2 separate regions of the Pan troglodytes genome follow, and region 1 is linked to region 2. A link is a contact called in public HiChIP or PLAC-seq data. All regions are on one chromosome and are shown on one strand. The core of a region is the stretch at or near the end of the contact, and the rest is flanking DNA. Distances in the headings are between cores, read along the strand shown.

Region 1 (4,063 bases), core at 912-3,411, 180 kb before region 2:
GGGTAAAGTATGCGCTGGGCCCCACCTCACCTGCGCGGTTACTTTGTACTCGGTGTAGCCCTTGGGGTGAGTCCTGGGGTCCGACACTGTGTAGTGCCGCAGGAAGTCATCCTTCGCCTGGCGGGACATGAAACCGAGCTGGAGCGGAGCGGAGCGCCGGCCTCCACCTCCTCGCCGTCCCCACCCCTCCGGCCCAGCCTCCGCCGCCGCCGCCTCGCTCAGGCCTGCGCTCTTCTTCCTCTGGCCTAGGGATTTTGTCGCAAGTGACAGCGCTGTTTCGATCCCGGGTGCGCGGCCAAGGGAGCGTCTGAAAAGTTCCTTCTCTGTGGTGAAGCGTAAACCCAGGTCACTGGAAAGATTGGTTGGGAAGGCTGTGATCACTCGTCTCATTTCTGCCGGGTGATCAAGCCCACCCTATCCAAGCGTAAACCCTTGTCACAGACCTCCAAACGACTTCTCCCCGCTTCCTAAATCCCTGCTTTCATTCATCCACCCAACTCTTATTGTGTCCAGTATGTACAGGACAACGTCAAATTATTTCCCTGTCTCCCTCCACAGGATTCCCTAATTCATGTTTTCTGGAAAGTAGAGGAAGCAAAGAACGTTGGAGAAGCAGGATGGTGTCATGGGCTCTGAGTCACGACTCTTACTAGCTGTAGGAGTTCCCCTTAACTACTCAGCCTCAGTTTCTCATCTGTAGAATGGAGATGTTTATAATAGAATCTGTGTAGGGCAGTGGAGCTTTTTTGCGATGGGTTTGCTGCCAGAACACAGGTGTCGTGAAAACCACCGTTAAATCAAAGCCAAAATGGGGGTTTGGCGCGGTGGTTCATGCCTGTAATCCCAGCATTTTGGGCAGTGGAGGCAGGTGGATCACTTGAGGTCAGGAGTTCAAGACCAGCCTGGCCAACATGGTGAAACCCCGTTTCTACTAAAAATACAAAAATTAGCTGGGCGTGGTGGCGCACGCCTGTAATTCCAGCTACTCCAGGGGCTGAGCTGGCTGATGGCTTCAGCCCAGGAGGTTGAGGCTGCAGTGAGCTGCAATCACACCACTGCACTCCAGCCTGGGCAACAGAGTGAGACTCCATCTCAAAAGAAAGGGAGCAGGGGAGGGAAAAGACTCAGCTCAACATCGTCATCTGATTTGGGCAAGTCCAGCACTACTGGCCATCTGATCTACAAGTGTGGTGGGATCCACAAAAGAACCATCGACAATTTTGAGGAAGCTGCTGAGATGGGAAAGGGCTCCTTCAAGCATACCTGGGTCTTGGGTAAGCTGAAAGTTGAACGTGAGAGTGGTATCACCACTGATACCTCCCTGCTGGCAATTGAGACCAGCAAGTACTATGTGACCATCATCAATGGCCCAGGATGCAGAGACTTTATCAAAAACCTGATCTCAGGCTAATTGTGCTGTCCTGATTGTTGCTGCTGGTATTGATGAATTTGAAGCTGATAATTCCAAGAATGGGCAGACGCGTGAGCACACCCTTCTGGCTTACACGCTGGGTGTGAAACTAATTGTTGGTGTTAACAAAATGGATCCCAATGAGCCACCCTAAAGAGGAGAGATGGGGGCCGGGCGTGGTGGCTCACGCCTGTAATCCCAGCAGTTTGGGAGGCAGAGGTGGGTGGATTAGGAAGTCAGGAGTTCAAGACCAGCCTGACCAAGATGGTGAAACCCCGTCTCTACTAAAAATACAAAAATTAGCTGGGCATGGTGGCGGGTGCCTGTAATCCCAGCTACTTGGGAGGCTGAGGCAGAGAATTGCCTGAAACCAGGAGGTGCACTCCAGCCTGGGAGACAGAGGACAGAGTGAGACTCCGTTTCAAAAAAAAAAAAAAAAAAAAAGGAGAGATGGGGGAAATCATTAAGGAAATCAGCACCTACATTAAGAAATTGGCTACAACTCTAACATAGTAGTATTTGTGCCAATATCTGGTTGGAGTGGTGACAACAGGCGGGAGCCAAGAGCTCACATGCCTTGGCTCAAGGGATGGAAAGTCACCTGTAAAGATGGCGATGCTGTGGAACCACGCTGCTCGGAAGCTCTAGATCACATCCTACCAGCTCTTGGTTCTGCCCCTCCAGACGTCCACAAAATTGGTGGTATTGGTACTGTCAGTGTAGGCCACGTGGAGACTGGTGTTCCCAAACCTGGCATGGGTTTTGAGACCTTTGCTCCAGTCAGTGTTAGAATTGAAGCAAAAATCTGTTGAAATGCAGCATGAAGTTGGTAGGCTTAAATACAATACATAGTATTTAGTGCAGAGGAAGCATTGTGAATAGCCACTCTTGTTCCTGGAATTCAGGTGTACAGGTGCGGTGCCTTGGTCTTCAGAAAGAAGCAAAGCATGGCATGGGGCTCATGCCTGTAATCCCAGCACTTTGGGAGGCCAAGGCGGGAGGATCACTTGAGGCCAGGAGTTCGAGACCAGCCTGGGCAACAGGCTGCCCCTGATTTCATGAGAAATTTAAAAATTAGCTGGGGGCCAGGTGCAGTGGCTCATGCCTGTAATCCCAGCACTTTGGGAGGCCAAGTCGGGCGGATTACTTGATATCAGGAGTTCAAGACCAGCCTGGCCAACATGGTGAAACCCCATCTCTACTAAAAATACAAAAATTAGCCAGGTGTGGTGTCGGGTGCCTATAATCCCAGCTACTCGGGAGAATGGGGCAGGAGAGTTGCTTGAGCCCGGCAGGCAGAGATTGCACTTAACCTCCTGGAGGAAATGTCATCCAGGAGCCAGTCAATGCCAGGCAGTGGGTTCTCCCCAGCAGTGGGGCTGCAGCCCTTGACGTACCAGTCGTGGCTGCAGAGAGTCCAGATGCAGGGCCTGGGAGAACAAAGGTGCTGGTGGTGGCCAGTGACCGCAGACCCTTCCCTCCCTGCTCAAGGGTCAGCCCATCCAGGAAGCCTCCCCGGCCCCTGGGAGAGCTTATCTGTTCCCCGGGGCACCTGAGCTCGCTGTACAGTGCCACGCCAGTGCCACCCCTTAGTGTCCCATATAAGAGAGGATCCTGATAGGCGGCACTGCATAGGGCTGTCCCTAACTGTATTGCTGAATGGAATGGGTAGTACTTAGAACAGTGTAGGGAAAAGAGAGATCAGACTGTTACTGTATCTATGTAGGAAGGGAAGATAGAAGAAATTTCATCTTGACCTGTACCCTGAACAATTGCTTTGCCCTGAGATGCTGTTAATCTGTAACTTTGCCCCAGCCACTTTGCCCCAACCCCTTTGCCCCAACCTTGAGCTCACAAAAACATGTGTTGTATGGAATGAAGGTGTTTTTTTTTTTTTTTTTTTTGAGATGGAGTCTCGCTCTGTCGCCCAGGCTGGAGTGCAGTGGCGCCATCTCGGCTCACTGCAAGCTCCGCCTCCCGGGTTCATGCCATTCTCCTGCCTCAGCCTCCCGAGTAGCTGGGACTATAGGCGCCCACCACCACACCTGGCTAATTTTTTGTATTTTTAGTAGAGACAGGGTTTCACCGTGTTAGCCAGGATGGTCTCAATCTCCTGACCTCGTGATTCGCCTGCCTCAGCCTCCCAAAGTGCTGAGATTACAGGCGTGAGCCACCACGCCCGGCCTTGGAATCAAGGTTTAAGGGATCTAGGGCTGTGCAGGACGTGCCTTGTTAACAAAATGTTTACAGGCAGTATGCTTGGGAAAAGTCATCGCCATTCTCTAGTCTCAATAAACCAGGGGCACAATGCACTGTGGAAAGCTGCAGGGACCTCTGTCCTGGAAAGCCGGATATTGTCCAAGGTTTCTCCCCATGTGATAGTCTGAAATATGGCCTCGTGGGATGAGAAAGACCTGACCGTCCCCCAGCCCGATACCCGTAAAGGGTCTGTGCTGACGTGGGTTAGTAAAAGAGGAAAGCCTCTTGCAGTTGAGATAGAGGAAGGCCACTATCTCCTGCCTGCACCTGGGAACTGAATGTCTCGGTATAAAGTCAGATTGTACATTTGTTCAATTCTGAGATAGGAGAAAAACCGCCCTATGGTGGGAGGCGAGACATGTTGGCAGCAATGCTGCCTTGTTATTCTTTATT
Region 2 (4,186 bases), core at 1,360-3,859:
GGAGGGCTCAGAATCTCTCAGGTGAGAGGGATCTGAACTCCTGCCCCCTCTCCCTTCCAGGAGACCAGAGACAATGAAGGGGATCCCCAGAGTTTGGTTTGAATCCTGGCTCCCCATCCCATTCTGGTTGATTTAGGTAATACACCCAGACTCTGTTTCCCCAAACATTTCTCAGCCCATGGGCCCTGCGTAGCTACAGGGCGGGCCTCTGGGGAGATCACATGGGAGGCAGGGCGAGTCTGAGACCAGCCCCGGGCAATGTAGAGACCCCAGCTCTAAAAAAAAAATTAAAAATTAACCAGGCGTGGTGGTGCAGGCTTGCGGTCCCAGCTACTCAGGAGGCTGAGGTGGGAGGATCACTTGAGCCCAGTATGTTGAGGCTGCAGTGAGCTAAGATTGCATCACTGCACTCCAGCCTGGGTGACAGAGCAAGACCCTGTCTCAAAAAAAGGCTGGGTATGGTGGCTCATGCCTGTAATCCCAGCACTTTGGGAGGCCGAGGTGGGCGGATCACCTGAGGTCAGACCAGCTTGGCCAACGTGGCAATATAGTGCAACCCTGTCTCTTTAAAATAAATAAATAAATAAACAAATAATCACATGAAAAACCCTTTGTGGGGAGAAACACCCTGTTTGCTTCAAACATTCATGGAACACCTCCTCCCTCAACCTGATCCTGCCCCCATCTCACCGAGGTCCCAGTACGAGAGGAGAGGCAAACCCCTAAACAGGTCTTTTAATGAAATAATGTGTTGGCCAGTGGCTACAGCCTGTAATCCCAGCGCTTTGGGAGGCTGAGGCAGGCAGATCGCTTGAGTCCAGGAGTTTGAGATCAGCCTAGGCAACATGGCGAAACCCCATCTCTATAAAAAATACAAACATGGCCGGGCCCAGTGACTCACGCATGTAATCCCAGCACTTTGGGAGGCCGAGGCAGAAGGATCACCTGAAGTCAGGAGTTCGAGATCAGCCTGGCCAACATAGCAAAACCCTATCTCTACTAAAAATACAAAAATTAGCTGGGTGTGGTGGCACATGCCTATAATCCCAGCTACTTGGGAGGCTGAGGCAGGAGACTCTCTTGAACCTGGGAGGCAGAGGTTGCAGTGAGCCGAGATCGTGCCACTGCACTCTGGCCTGGGTGACAGCGTGAGACTCCATCTCAAAAAACAAAACATCAGCCTGGCCTGGTGGTGTGAGCCTGTAGTCTCAGCTATTCGGGAGGCTGAGGTGGGAGGATCACTTGAACCCAGGAGGTTGAGGCTGTGGTGAGCTAGGTGGGAGGATCACTTGAACCCAGGAGGTTGAGGCTGTGGTGAGCTACGATTGCACCACTGCACTCCAGCCTAGGGGACAGAGTGAGACCCTGTCTCAAAAAAGAAAGTGTTGTCTAGGCCGGGTGTAGTTGCCCATGTCTGTAATCCCAGAACTCCGGGAGGCCAAGGTGGGAGGATTACCTGAGCCCAGGAGTTCGAGACCAGCCTGGTCAACATAACAATAACCCTTGACTCCAAAAAGTAAAATAAAAAATCAGCTGGGTGTGGTGGCATCTGCCTGTAATCCCAGCTACTCAAGAGGCTGAGGCAGGAGCCTAAGAGGTCAAGGCTGCAGTGAGTTATGATTGCGTCACTGCACTCCAGCATGGGTGACAGAGAGACCCTGTCTCAAAAAAAAAAAAAAAAAGTGTTGTCTGAAGCCACCAGTATGTCCCACCCTTTGATCTCTCCTCATGGTGCCTGGTCCATCCCAGCTGGACACAGCTGGACAGAAATCAGAAATACCACTGGACAGAGCCAGCCCCTCCCCTCCCCAACCTCCTCCAGCCTATCTCAGACCTCTCCTTGCCCTTCACGTTCCAGGTCAGACCTCAGGCCCTGCTCCTACTGAAGCTTAAAACGCCTGTGGTGTTGGTACCAGCCCAGCTCCACCTCCACCCCAGGGTCTAACTTAAGAGCCACCTTGTCCTCAGCCCCTCAATTCGCCTTCCTCCTTCCCAAGCCTCAGTGTGTCCATCTGCCAAATGGGCGTGACCATCCCTACCCCAACTTCCTGTCTCCCACATCAACTCTAATGATACAATCAAAGTAAGATTCAGAAACTTTTTTTTGGGCGGGGGCGGGGGGGGCGATGGGTGCCAAGCGCGGGCAAACCATGGAGAGAGCGAACTACAATTCCCATCCGGCTCCGGGGCCGCGGGCGTCCCTAGCCCCTCTCTCTTAGCCAAGGGCAAGGCGGCTGCGACCCAGGGGGCGAGAGAAGTTGCAGTGCTCCGCGCCTCCTGGGTCAGGGCCCAGGGAGGGCCCAGGTAAGTCTGGGTCTGGGGCCGCGCGGGGACCTGGGGAGTCTTTCCGACCCCGCGGAACCCCACCGCGCCCCTCGCAGAAGTCAGTTGTTCTCCCTGGCCCGCCCCCGCACTTCCTGGCCGGGAGTTGGGCCCGCCCCCGCGCGCCTCCGCCCCCACCTTCACCTCCAGCCGCGGCTCCCATTGGCCGGCGCGCACCTGCCCGTCCGTCGGGGGGCGGGGCGCGGCGCCCAGGTGAGGGCGCGCTGGCGGCGGCGGAGGAAGGTGACAGCGGGGAGGGCGGGAGAGGGGGGGGAGGACGCGCGGACAGAGCCTCAGACGGTTGGGCGGACGGACGGCCCGACAGGCGGGCATGCGGGCGGCCAGACTGTAGCCGAGCAGCGAGGCTCCGGCCGCAGCCATGGAGCGGCGGCTGCGCGCGCTGGAGCAGCTGGCGCGGGGCGAGGCCGGCGGCTGCCCGGGGCTCGACGGCCTCCTAGATCTGCTGCTGGCGCTGCACCACGAGCTCAGCAGCGGCCCCCTACGGCGGGAGCGCAGCGTGGCGCAGTTCCTGAGCTGGGGTGAGTGGCGGGGCGGCACGGAGCGGGGGCGGGCCTAGGGATATCGCGCCGAGACCCCCGCACCCGCAGACTTTCCCGCAGGGACCCGCACCCCCACGGGCTTCCCTCGCAGACTCCCTGCAGTGGCCCTGACGCGTACCACCGGACCCCCGCGGCCCGCACACTCGCCTGCACACCTCACCCTCACTCCAATTCTCACACACGCTCCTTCCCTCTCACAGACCCCGACACATGCACACACACACCAACTTGTGCTCAGGTATCGACCGCAGACGCATGTACCCAGTGCACCGCCTAGAGTCCCGTACAGATTTCCTTGCTTACAGGCCACACCTGACGCAGGACACACACAGACCCTCATGCATGTCACCCACTGATACACGGGCTCTGTTTCTCCTTCCTCTCGGATGCATTGAGACACACAACTCATGGAGAGACCCAGGGAGCGCTGCAGACCACCCCGACCGCATTGGCACTGCAAAACACACAGATCTGTAGGTATCGCACACTTGCAGACCTTCCCCCCACCAACACACACACCCCCAGCTCCCTGCGTACAAGACCACTGCAGCCTGGACTCAGGAACCGATTTCCAACCCTTGGCCTGTGCAGGCTGCTGGCCAAGCTCCTTGGGGGCTGTGGCGCCGGCGCCGGGGAGGGGGGCCTAGCTGGAGATGGGTCTGTACCTTTCCTGGTAGACTCATCTGAGTCATTGGGAGTGGCTGGCCCGGGGTGACCCTGAACCCACTGTGGGCACTGGCGCCAGCTGGAGGGTTCCCTGGTCACACCCTGCCGGGCCATGGGGAAAAGGCACGGGGGCCTGGCCAGGGCAGGGTGAGGCAGGTGTTTGCCCAGTGGGCAACTAGCGTTCCTGGCACTCCTGAGCTCTGGGAAGGCACAAGGCCTGGGGTAGAGGGGGAGGCTGCCACCCAGATGTGCCAGGGAGTTGTCCCCTAGCCCCAACCCTTCCATCCAGGGCGAGGCAGTCAGAGGCCCCTGCCTCTGTGCCTGTCTCCCTGGTATGCCTCCGTGCTATGCCTGTCTGCCTGTGTTGTTGTCACCCCCCCATGACACCCACACACGTGTGTGTGTTTGCACACACATGTGTGCTCCTCCCTGACTGCCTCCAGCACCTCTGCCTGGGACCCCTGTTGACAATCTCCCAAGGTAACTCAAAGGGCCGTGACTCATTCCTCTCCTGCTTGTCTCTACTTGTCCCTGCTCCTGCCCGGAGCCCCCATGCCCTGTGGGAGGCCAGAGGATTAGGCAGCCTGTCCAGGGGCCTGGATCCTCCTGCCTGTGGGCCTGGGCTTCGGCCCTCTTCT

What was found. HiChIP or PLAC-seq counts read pairs in DNA pulled down with a chosen protein or histone mark.
Region 1: an H3K4me3 HiChIP or PLAC-seq map of stem cell-derived excitatory neurons shows a contact between it and region 2, with 3 times the contacts expected there. The contact joins the promoter of SNX15 here to the promoter of CDC42BPG in region 2.

The regions. Positions count from the first base shown.
Region 1 is chr9:67,347,187-67,351,249 of NHGRI_mPanTro3-v2.0_pri, reverse strand. It overlaps SNX15 (sorting nexin 15), which reads right to left and starts at 2,161. Exons shown (of 9, transcript XM_003339206.7): 1 at 2,013-2,161; 2 at 31-349. The coding sequence starts at 129.
Region 2 is chr9:67,166,288-67,170,473 of NHGRI_mPanTro3-v2.0_pri, reverse strand. CDC42BPG (CDC42 binding protein kinase gamma) reads left to right here and starts at 2,609. Exons shown (of 36, transcript XR_010147234.1): 1 at 2,609-2,861.